2 separate regions of the Sus scrofa genome follow, and region 1 is linked to region 2. A link is a contact called in public promoter capture Hi-C data. All regions are on one chromosome and are shown on one strand. The core of a region is the stretch at or near the end of the contact, and the rest is flanking DNA. Distances in the headings are between cores, read along the strand shown. Region 1 holds the start of TTC37 (tetratricopeptide repeat protein 37). Region 2 holds the start of MBLAC2 (metallo-beta-lactamase domain-containing protein 2).

Region 1 (5,924 bases), core at 149-2,648, 4.5 Mb after region 2:
AGTCAACACTGTCTCTATGGGAAAATGTGTTTTAGAGTCCAAATTAACTCAAAACAGATATTTGAAACATCCTGTTCATGAAAGAGCCTATGCGTATTACCTTTCAGGCTGTATTATTACTTCACTTTTTTCCCCTAGAATGTGAGTTCCTTTTACATATACTTGTATGCTCCCACAGATCTGCTTTATTAACAAGGCTACTTGGCTAACAGAGAGTAAGTTCTCTAGAATGCCATGACATTTTGCAATCAGAGACAGACCACTGCAATAAGTTAGGGCATGGACTACTCAAATTCAACTCCTACTCAGAATGGCTCCCCGTGTAACCTTGGACAAGTCATTTAACCTGTCCAAGTCTCAGTTTTCCTATCTGAAAAAAAAAAAATGGTGAAAATGAGGATTACACAAAATATTCCATGTACAAGTACCATGCACACATTAAGTACTCAATAAATGCTCGGTATAATGATCAGCACATAATAAGTGTCATGTGAGTATTAAATAACTTCTGTCCCTTTTTCCAATTATTTTACGCAAAAAAGTCAGATATTAGCATTAAAAGTTGACTTTATGTAAATAAACACTACGATTCCTCCTTTTCTTGTCAAAACATTAAAACGACAAACAGGACACACTAATTACATACCTGAAACTGTAATAATGAAATCAGGAATTTGGCTCTGGGACATAAATTTGCTTCTTCCAGATTTCTCCAAAGAAGTCCAAGAGTCAAAAGGACCAGTGATTTCTTCAAAACCACGGCAGCAAAACAATGGAATTCTGAACCTACGTCAGTTAATCGAACACGTCACATAGCCCAACATTTCTTCCCCCGAAAACCCGTTCAGCTTCCCTCCTTTGCACTCTGAAGGCAAGGCGCACCCAAGCTTATCCCCACCTAGAGCCGAAACTTTTCTTACTAGGCCCCGCTCCTCACTTCAACGGAGCATAATAAATCCTTACCGTACGAGCAAAGCGGGAAATAGGATGAGGCAATCTATAAATATGCTTGAGAGGAAGGTATTCGAGGGGACCACAGAGTGGCCATATGGTAGCTTAGGCGGTCCAGACAGAGGCCCCACAAAGAACCACCCAATCCAATTTAAGTGACCGCCACCTCATCATCGCCCCGTTCACGGTCTCACCTAACACTCTGTCATGATTGCTCCGCGCAAAAAGAGCAGCCTCGGCACCTGTCCCTTTCTCTCTGTAGGTATCATTTCAATTGCCTACAGTAGCCAACTCTGCAGAAAGCTAGATCAACCAAAACCCACCTGGGCAATGATTCTCCTACAGAAGCTCTGTGTGGAGCCAGAGCGCAGGCGCACTTCCCAGGCATGGCTCATGTGACTGGAAGTAGCTGGATTTCGGTTCGCTCAGTGTTTGATTAAAAGGTCTTAACGTGAGTTGGGGGGGAATAAGGGAACACCTACTTTGCGCATGTGCTCATTCCAAGCCTGATGGGAGTTGTAGTTCTGCCAATGAAGCTTGGAGGAAGCCGAACTGCGCTCTATGGGATCCCCGCCCTCGTCCTCACCCAAGCGAGTTCCCAGAGGCAGGGGCGGACCCAGCGGCCCCGCTCTCAGAACAGCGCGCTGAAATGCTGCTGCTGTGGGTGTCGGTGGTTGCCACCTCGGCCCTGGCAGCACCAGTTCCTGGGGCAGGTGGGCTGAGGCAGGGAGCAGTTCAGGCTTGGCCAGATGCGCCTAACGTGGTGCTAGTCGTGAGCGACTCCTTCGTAAGTACCGAGAGGCAGGGGAGGGGGTGCCACGCTACACTCCCTCCACCGGCCCACAGCCCTTCCTGTGCTGCAGGCTTTGGGGAGCAGAATCTGAGACTTTCAAACAAGCTTTATACCCCGATGCAAAGTAAGAAACGTTTTGAGGCCCCGTACACAAAGTACGTGCACCACATAAATATGCATATAACACAGTAAATAAAACGCACTCCGATTAGCATCTTTACAAAAAAAGTTTTAATTGCTGGCTACGACCCACTAAATTATCTTACCACTAGTAAACTTTCCATCCATACACCCGCTTGATTCAGTTGTGGGGGAAAATAACTTTCTGCATCATCATAAAAGCCTGTTAGCTTTCCAGTCAGTGATCAACGTCATAAAGTATGAAGTTTTCTATTTATAGGTAACGATCTTGTACAAAGAAAATCCTAGGGAATCCACACCAAACTTTTAGAACCAATAAGTCTAGCAAAGCTATAGGATATAGGATCAACATATAAAATCATTAGGGAAATGCAAGTCAAAACCACAATCAGACACCAATTCACACCACCAAGATGTGATAATCAAAAAGACACATTTTGGGGGAGGGGAAATAGAAAGTCTAATTTTCTTATCTTTAAAGGCAAAGTTGGAACACACAGCTTAAAAAAGAAAAAAGGACTCCAGTCTTTTATAGTCTATCAATATTCCTTTGATAAGAAACTTTAAAGGGATATTTCTGAAAGCCCCATATTTGTATTAAAAGAGGTTTATCAAAAGATGAACAATTACCTCAGTTTCATCCTTTCTTGCTGAAACACAATGCTCGTATGTCTAAAATTATAATGTCAATGATACTTAGAAAAAAGAAAGACTTTTTTTTTTTTGCTCCTTCCAAGAAGAATTCTTTAATTCCCAATTCCATTCCACTATGCATTATCTCCAACCCAAACATCTCTTCTAATATCCAGGCTCATTTATCTAGCTGCCTAATTGTTATCCCCATGTATGTCTTGCAGAACACTTTACATGCCCCTTAAATTATTTTGAATGGCTGATCTTTATCATTCTTTAGGTCTCACTTCCTAAAGAAGCCTCCCCAGTTCACTCTATGAAAGTAGGTCTCCCTTCTTATTCTGTATCTTAGGTTTTTTTCAAAACACCTATCACAATAATTTGTAATTATTCTTGGTTTATTTATGAGTATGTTTTTTGCCTTCCCCACTAGACTGTAAGCTTCATGAGGACAGGGACTCTGTTTTTATTCACCGTCATATCTCTAGATCTTTCACGGTGCCTGGCACATAATAAATCAATAAACATTGTCTCAATCAGTCCTTTATCCCCCTAAAGAAACTTTCCGGGAAGCCCTTTAACATATTTACTATCTTCAAATAGATCGAAGTATCACACTACATTGAATTTTCAATATTATGAACCAGAGAATGATAACAATCACTGTACTTGTTTTTATCTTTTGAGGATTCTTGGGCTCATCCTGAAGTCTTTTGCTGCTTGTGAATTTTATGGTTAAAATTACAGGAAATGCTTTTCTTCTTTTATTCCAGGATGGAAGGCTAACATTTTATCCAGAAAGTCAGGTAGTGAAACTACCTTTTATCAACTTCATGAAAGCACATGGCACTTCCTTTCTGAATGCCTACACAAACTCTCCAATCTGTTGCCCATCACGTGCAGGTATGAATACGCTTAATATTGCTAGAAGTGGCCTCACACTGAAAATGTTTTCACAGCTTAAAAGATTATACCTGGAGTTCTCTGGTGGTCTAGTGGTATGGTTCAGGTCACTGCTGTGTTTCAGGTTCGATCCCTGGCCCAGGAACTTCCGCATGCCACAGGTATGGCCAAAAAAAGTATTAAATTAAAATTTAAAAAATTGTAATAGCACTTCAGGTACAAAAGTCATGACAAGGTTCTTTTTTTTTTTTTTTTTTAAAGATCACACCCAAAAATGGAGTAGTAAGTCATATTTGGCATCTCAAAAAAAATTTTTTTAATATATGTGATGTATGTTTTAAAGTATGTATTGGGCTTTTTTAAGAGTAGGAATTTTATCACCCAAAATGGTGTTTACTTTATGTGTTATCATTTCATTTCCCTGTGACTCATGACTAAGAATCTTATGACTATCCAAGCAAATTAGGAAACATTTTTTTTCCAATAAGGGTTCTGTTTCCAAGGAAATTTTGCAGTTAAGAGACAGAAAGTTGCGAGGGGACTTCAGAGTACACCACAAAGTAGTTAGAACTTCTTACACATCTTGTTTATCTGTATTTTCTGTATTACTTCAGATTACATGCTTTCTCTTACATCTTTCTTCAATCTCAATTCACTTCTATCCCAAGTCTAATTACTCGCTTTTATTATAATAATTTAACAAATAGGCTTTTTTTTAAAGTATAGTTGATTTACAATTGTCATTTTCTGCTGTACAGCAAAGTGACCCATCATACATATATATATATACACATTCTTTTTTTCATATTACCTTCCATAATGTTCTGTCCCAAGTGATTGGATATAGTTCCCTGTGCTGTACAGCAGGACCTTATTGCTCATCCATTCTAAATGTAATAGTCTACATTTTTAACCCCAAAATCCCAAGTCCATCCCACTCTTTTGCCCTCCCCCTTGGCAACCACAAGTCTGTTTTCTATGTCTGTGAGTCTGTTTCTATTCTGTAAGTAGGTTCATTTGGGCCATATTTTAGATTCCACATGTAAGTGATCAAATAGGCATAGTTTAAATGGCAAAATGTCAATGATATTAAACCACGACTAATTGAGAAATAGGGGAAATTGCCATTTTTATAAATTCTATTCTCCAACAGAGTTGTTTTCTTTTTCCTCTTTCTAATTTATGATTGTTTGCTTTGGAACCCATAAATAGCACTCAGTAATTTTCTTTTCTTCATAAGCTCCTGATGTCATATTCTCTGTAAGTTGAGTCATGAGTTCTTTCACCTACATTTTCAGCACAATTACATAATTACCAATAATTAAAGTAAACCTAAGCTATATTATAAAGGATATTTCAATAATGAAGGACCAGATATATTTAAAAAAAAACTTTTGTTAATTTTTTATTCTTTACTGAGCAAGTAGAATTGGCAGTGGACTAGGGTGAGGCAATGACTAGACCATGTCAAGCAAGTCTCTCAGTTTCCTTACGTACAGAGTGCTGCATGTGCTGTGTCCCTCAGAGGGTGATTCCCAGCATCAAATGAGATAATGGATTTTAAAAGTGCTCAATGAACTCTAAATGTTTCAAAAATGTTAGGTGATCTTTTCCTGGAAGAAGTATGTTTTGGAGAGTTTGAAAGAGAAGGAATAAGAGTAATAAAAACTAACATTTATTGCTTTCTTACTGTGTGCCTGGCAATACTCCAAGTGCCTTACATGTCAGTTTATATAATCCTCGCATTTCCATAAAGGAGGTATTGTTATTATCCCTGTTTTGCAGATGAAAACTAAAGTACTGAAAGCCTAAGTAACTTATTAAAGGTCACTCAGTAACTAGCATCATTTGGACTCAAACCTAGGTAATGCACCATTCTACTCCTCATAAAGAGTCTTTCACCTCTGCTAGATTAGAAAAGGATTCAACCCTACTAGGTATGTACACAGAAAAGGGAAAAGGAAAATGATTTTCTTCCAGTTCTACTGAGAAATAATTGACATATAACAATGTATTAGTTTAAGGTGTACGGAGTATTCTAAAGAAAATGAGAACATTTCCATGAGTTGAAGCAGTCAGATTATTAGGTTTATGTGCATCCACGTAACACTTCTAGCAATCTCTCACCAATATACAGCACAAGCTCCACTCTATCCTATAATGCTACCTTCCAAAAAACCAGCAACAATGAACTAATTACCAAAGCCAAGTTCCAAACTCTGGGGCTATTAGCACGTGTGTCCCCAACATAACTACTGAGCAAATGATAAATGCCATAGTCAACCCATAATTGTTAAAAACCTACTATCTGCCTGATGACCAGGGTTTCAGAATCTGAAACATGCTTTTAGGGAGATAATTATAACAGTGTACTGAAAGCAAGTATGAAGTTCTGAGATAACAAAAAGAAAAAGTACCTGACTCCAAACTCCATCTACATAGGCAAAATGTCACTCCCAGAAGGAGTGCTTATACTGAGTTACAGAGGCAGACAGGGCGATAA
Region 2 (5,565 bases), core at 2,060-4,559:
TTATGAAAAATAGTCCAAATGATGTGTGCCCACTCAAGAATGTGCTGTATAACCTAAGGTTTATTGCTATCTTCTTAAAGGAAGATACAACTTTACTATTAGTAGGAAGAGTTGTTTTTTTCATTAAAGATGATTTTCCATCAAAGATGATGCACAGAATGATGATCTCTCCTTGTCCCTCACATCCAACTCAGCTTTTGGGTTAGTGAAACAGTACACAGATTTGTATCTTTCCATGACAAGAGGTCATCAAAACACTAAATGAAATGACATAAGCTGATGAATTCAGTCTTACGTTCTAACCAAAACAATAAAGATGTTATGCTGTTAGTTAGGTATGTTCTGTTCATGTATGTGGAACTGTGTATGAGTTTTTCTAGATCTCCTTCCAGACATCTGCATTAATGATAATATCAAGTTAGCAAGCCACACCATTCAGAAGAGACAGGAAATTAATATTCCTGAGAAAAGAGGAAATTAGATACTATTTGAGGGCATGAGGCATCCAGCTTCTAATGAAAAACAAATTTTAATTTACATAGAATTACCACCTTCAAAGTGTGTAGTAAATACTGAGCTTTCTTTTCACACTTTCAAAGGCTTAAAGCACTGCACAGGTGACTTGCAAGCTACTTGCAATTCCAAAATACTATAATTTTACCATCAACTGGGATTTAGGAAACCTGGATTCTAGTCCCAGTTCTTTCCCTAACTTGGCTATGTGACCCCAGGCATGATATTCAAGCTTGCTTGGATTCCATCTATAAAACAATAATTTCTATCATTCTTTCATCATTGATTTCCTATTTCTGGTAAAGGAGCAAAAAGTAAATAAATAAAAATTTATTCATTTAGATAATTTAAATATATTTTAAATACTTATGTAAAGACTTTTTGTCCTGGGTGTCAGAGTTTAGTCTGAATACCAATCAACACCATGGAAATCCTACCTTTAAATGTGTCAGTTTAATCAAGAAATACAGTAACTAAAAGCACATTTAATGTAAATGTAGTTTTCTTTCATCTGAAATTGTCAGGTAAAGTAGGACTCCCATCTAAACCCATGGGTTTTTTTTTTTTTAATTTTTAGATTTAAAATTTTAATGAAGACTTTTTAAGCAGGGTGTGAGATATACAATCTTGCTTTCTATTTTTTATATCTCATGTGATCAAGATCTCATTTTTGTAAAATATTTCATTATTGCATACTGGTTGGTCATAAAATGAACCTTACTGTACTGCAGCAACTAGATTTTTCCACCTCTTAGAGGAAGGATTTAATAGATTAAATTGGCAAATAAAATGGTTTCACGATAGAAATGAAAGGGACTTTCACATCCTACTCAGAATTACCAGTTTTATGGAGGATTAACGTGAGAGCTGCATGCTTTGATCTTATTGCACCTGGGTTCAAATCCTAGCTCTTGTTACTATCTTGTTCTGTAAATTCTAGGCAAGCCATTTAATTAGGGGTCAGCAACCTCGCTTCCAATGAGTTGTCAGGATTAAATGAAATCATCAAAAGCATCCTAAAAAGAAAATATACAAACAGCACTGCTATGACTGGTTCAATTATTTAAGTGCCTGTGTAGAGCTGGAAGGGCAGGAACCCTATCCTATTTTATTCTTTCTGAACCCCATCTTGTTTTTTCAGAGCCAAGAAGCCCAAGGTGATTTATGCATCAGTCCACATACTTCACCATCATCGGAAACAGCCTCCTCATTCATTAATCTTTCTCAGGCCTTGCTTTCAACCAGAACAGAGAGCTGCCATACTCTAAGATTCAGACATACTCTACTTTTTATGTTCACTATCAAGCTTCTTCTCTTGTGAGGCAACATCAAGAACAGAAACCTATCTGGAAGATAAGGATGAATGAACAGTTTGAAACCACTGACTGCTCTCTAATGGCTTTCTAAGCCTACAGGTGTGAACCGGGCAGATGAAGTCAGCAGTTCTCAAAAGCATAGAGCATGACATGCACTCTCCATGAGGCGTCATTCCTTTTAAGGAAGACTTTTCGCTAGAAAAGTGCCTGAAAATGTCGGACAGATGTTTGGGGAAAGAATGGAAATCCTAGATATAAGACTCTGTTGGTGTTATTGCTGTACGTTACACAGGAAACTGACTAGGGGGTGGGGCCGGCTCTCATTTGAGTACTCTGCATTGCTACCCGGTGCCAGAGCTGGTCTCCGGTAAGGAGGACTAAGACGGCCTACCATCGACCTGATGTCGACTGGGGTTTTGAATCAGGAAGGGTGAAACAGAAGTAGTGTTTCTGCGATGGGACAAAATAAGGCCCCTTACAGCCACGCACGTCTGCAACAAGCACTCCTCGGACAGTTTCTCCCCAATCCCTTCCCTTAATGAGAGAGCGCGCGCTCGTGAAGGGCCATTACCATCCTGCAGGATGAGGGTGGGCTGCACCGCCTGCACTCGAAACTGCCTGGCCCTCCAGCCGGGGCTCGGAGCCCGGACCACCTCACTGTCGGACAGCCAGGTCACGGTTTCAAAGTTGTCCCCGCGAGCCAGCGCCTCGGCCTCGGCGTGGTGCACTGCCACCCGGTCGAACTGGTAGAGGCCGCCGGAGTGGTCGAAATGCACGTGAGTGGCCACAGCCAGCAGTGGCCGGCATGCCGCATCCTCTTTGGCCTCGCGGTCCTGCAAAAGGCCAGAAGAGTACAGGTACTCCGGGAGGCTGCGCAGGCCCAGGCCTGTGTCGATCACAACGTCTTGCTCCGAGCCTCGCACTAGCCAGATGTTGGCGCGGTTGCCTGACTCATAGAAGCGTTCCTGAATCCAGAAGATACCGTCGCCCAGAGACTTGTGGGCGTACCACTCGAGCGCCGACATGCTGAGTAGGGATGCGGCCAGGCGGAGTGGGTGTGGGCGTGTGTGCCTCCTGCAGGCTGCCCAGACTCCGGCGCTGCGGCGGGATAGACTGGTCTGCCTGCAGTCGGGAAGAAGGCGCAGAGCAAGAAGGGGGCGGGGGATGCAAAAGGAGTGGGAGGAGAACTGGGAGGAGGAAGGACTCTCGGAGACGCTGCCTTCCGCACCCTCCCTCCCGGTCCGCAAAGAACAGAGACCTATCTCCTTGCACCCCGGTGCAGAAACAATCGCAGCATCAGAGGCCACAGCAGAAAGTAGCGTCAATTCAGTAGACAAGGGATTCAGAAAGCGACACTCTTCCTACCGCCAGGTGTTTGACTGTAGAGGGCAGGGGCCAGGTTTGGAAGGCCCCAGGGCCGCCCACACACCGCGCGCCGTGATGCGCACTTCCAGCCGGCGCAGAAAGAGTCAGGCCAAGGAGGTTGGACCGGTACGGTTCCCGCCAAGGGATAAAAAGCTCTCTCCCCAGAGGGCGGGGCCTACCTAGCGAGTGGGCGGAGCTAACTGGTGCGATCGGAACGCGATTCTGAGGCCTCGTGGAGGGCGGAGCGCGTTTTTCCAGAGGTGGAACCAGCACTCGGCGTCGGAACCTTCTGTCCGCACCCCTTCCTTGCCGGCCGGCACTTCGGCCGCACAGTTTTCTCAAGCTTCGAGACTTAGTAAGCAGGTAACAGAGGAGGCAATGGAGGGGTTGGGAGGAGATGGAATGAGTAGGGGGGGGAGTTAAAGGGGCACGTGGAAAAGACCGGGGAAGGCAGGAGTGGAGATTCATTAAAGAGCCTCTGGATTGAGGGACGTAGCGAGATCTCTTAATCCCTTCACAATCTTTTGAAATCGTCGTTCCAGATTTTATCTTGTCTCCACTTATTAGGACTGTTTTCAGTGAGTTCGAAGGGAATTTATGCTTTTACTGATGGTTGATTTTCAATTCCGATGGTATGATTGCTTCAAACACGAGTCATTGCCGCAGACTTGCTGCTAAGGACGCACTATTCAGTACGTTTTTTGTTTTTTGTTTTTTACCGTTAGCACTTTACCCTGTACTGTGAGGAGAGGTGTTGTTGATAAGGTTTTACTTCTCTTCTGAAAAATTAAATTATATATTCCTTCCCCTCCCCTTCCTTGTTTTGGTTACTTTGCCCGCTGTTGGAAGAGAGCAAAGAAAGTTGGTAGAAAGGCTCAACTAAGGAAGGGTGGAGGCAGCTGCACCTTGTGAGGGCAGGAAAAGTGGATAATGATTGGGTGTGGCCCCATCAGCTGAAAAAATCATCCCTAGTATTAACATAAGGTCCCTGTCCCCATCCCTCAGCTCCTCGCTGTTGGTATATCCATTCAGACTTAAACAATTCCCTTGAGAACTCGACTAACCTCCCTATCCAGCCAGGAAAAATTATAAAGAGACCCATGAGACAGCATTATAAAAGATAATTATGAAAACCCTTATTGTCTCAGCTACTAATAAGCCTTCATAGAGGGAGAGGTGTTCTCTCCTTCCCTATAAACCTTAAGTCTTTGAGGGGGATGCAACTTTTCTGAATGTTTACCTAACCTAGTTAGAATTTATCCAGACACTCTGTTCAGGGCTATCCTTATGTACAAGTCCCTCAGCTAAATGATGTGTGAAAAACAGAATTGTGTTGTTTTTTTTTTTTTTTTAAAGTCATGATCTGGGTTCTCAGGAATTTGAGGGAAGCAATATCTTCACAAAAATGTTTGCAGTAAAAAGCAAATGAGATATGTACCCCAGAGGAAGTAAAAACCAGGTGCTATGAGAATATGCATGGAAGGGACTGATGAGTAGAGGCATTTGAGCTGGCCTTAAAAGACCACTGTTGTTAGGATGTTCTCAGCACGAAAGTAGAGAGCTCTCTGTAGTTTTATTTTTCCTCTAGGTAAAGGGAGGTGAATTGGAGTGATATTCTTACTAAGCCATGAGCTCAGCAATAATTCATCCAATTTTTATTGGACTTTTGCCAGGCTCTAGTTGGTGATGGGGCAGGAAGAGGTGAATAAATCTTCAAAGAGGCCTTCACACTTACAGATCCTTCTGCTTGTATTACACTTTCCCTTGTATATCCTTTCCTGATTCTCAGCATGGCCTTTTCCTTCTGTCAGTTTTGTGCTCAAATATTACAGAATACAGGACCTCTTCAACCACTCTTTCTGTAATAGCACCCATGTTTCCTGCTTTTTTTTTCCACATCACTGATCACTACCTGACATTTTCTATGAAATATTTTTTCCCTTTCCTGTAGTAGACTCTAAGCACCATGAAAACAGGGGTTTTGTTTTATTCACTATTATATTCCCAATTCATAGAAGATGGCCTGACCTAAGAGTGCTTAATTAATACTTGAAGAAGGATAACTGAAGAACTTATGGGGAGACAGACAAGAACTGATGATTACAACATGCTTTTTAAATGGTAATAAAACAGGGTAGTATTTGGGAGACAGAAAAGAGAGAGGCCTAGCTCCACTTAGGGTGGAGGAAATGGTCTCAGAGAAGTGGCATTTGCATGGTATCTTAAATGATGATGGGGCTTGCTCAGGTGGATGTGGCATCCCAGCAGAAAGAACACTACAAGCAAGAGCTGATATGGCAGATTTGGGAGTGGTCAGGAAAGGAGAAGGTGCCAGATGCACAAAGTCAGACTCCAAAGCTCTGTTGCTTAA

What was found. Promoter capture Hi-C pulls out the DNA fragments that hold promoters and counts their contacts.
Region 1: a promoter capture Hi-C map of liver shows a contact between it and region 2, with 7 times the contacts expected there. The contact joins the promoter of TTC37 here to the promoter of MBLAC2 in region 2. A contact is called at or near these places in 1 of 5 promoter capture datasets (liver) and 1 of 47 Hi-C or Micro-C datasets (heart right ventricle).

Annotation. Positions count from the first base shown.
Region 1 is chr2:102,162,622-102,168,545 of Sscrofa11.1, forward strand. It overlaps TTC37 (tetratricopeptide repeat protein 37), which reads right to left and starts at 1,399. Exons shown (of 43, transcript XM_021084546.1): 1 at 1,275-1,399; 2 at 647-786. ARSK (arylsulfatase K) reads left to right here and starts at 1,468. Exons shown (of 8, transcript XM_003354206.5): 1 at 1,468-1,738; 2 at 3,292-3,421. The coding sequence starts at 1,601.
Region 2 is chr2:97,644,838-97,650,402 of Sscrofa11.1, forward strand. MBLAC2 (metallo-beta-lactamase domain-containing protein 2) reads right to left here and starts at 3,310. Exons shown (of 2, transcript XM_003123780.4): 1 at 2,401-3,310. The coding sequence starts at 2,854. POLR3G (DNA-directed RNA polymerase III subunit RPC7) reads left to right here and starts at 1,275. Exons shown (of 8, transcript XM_005652940.3): 1 at 1,275-3,557.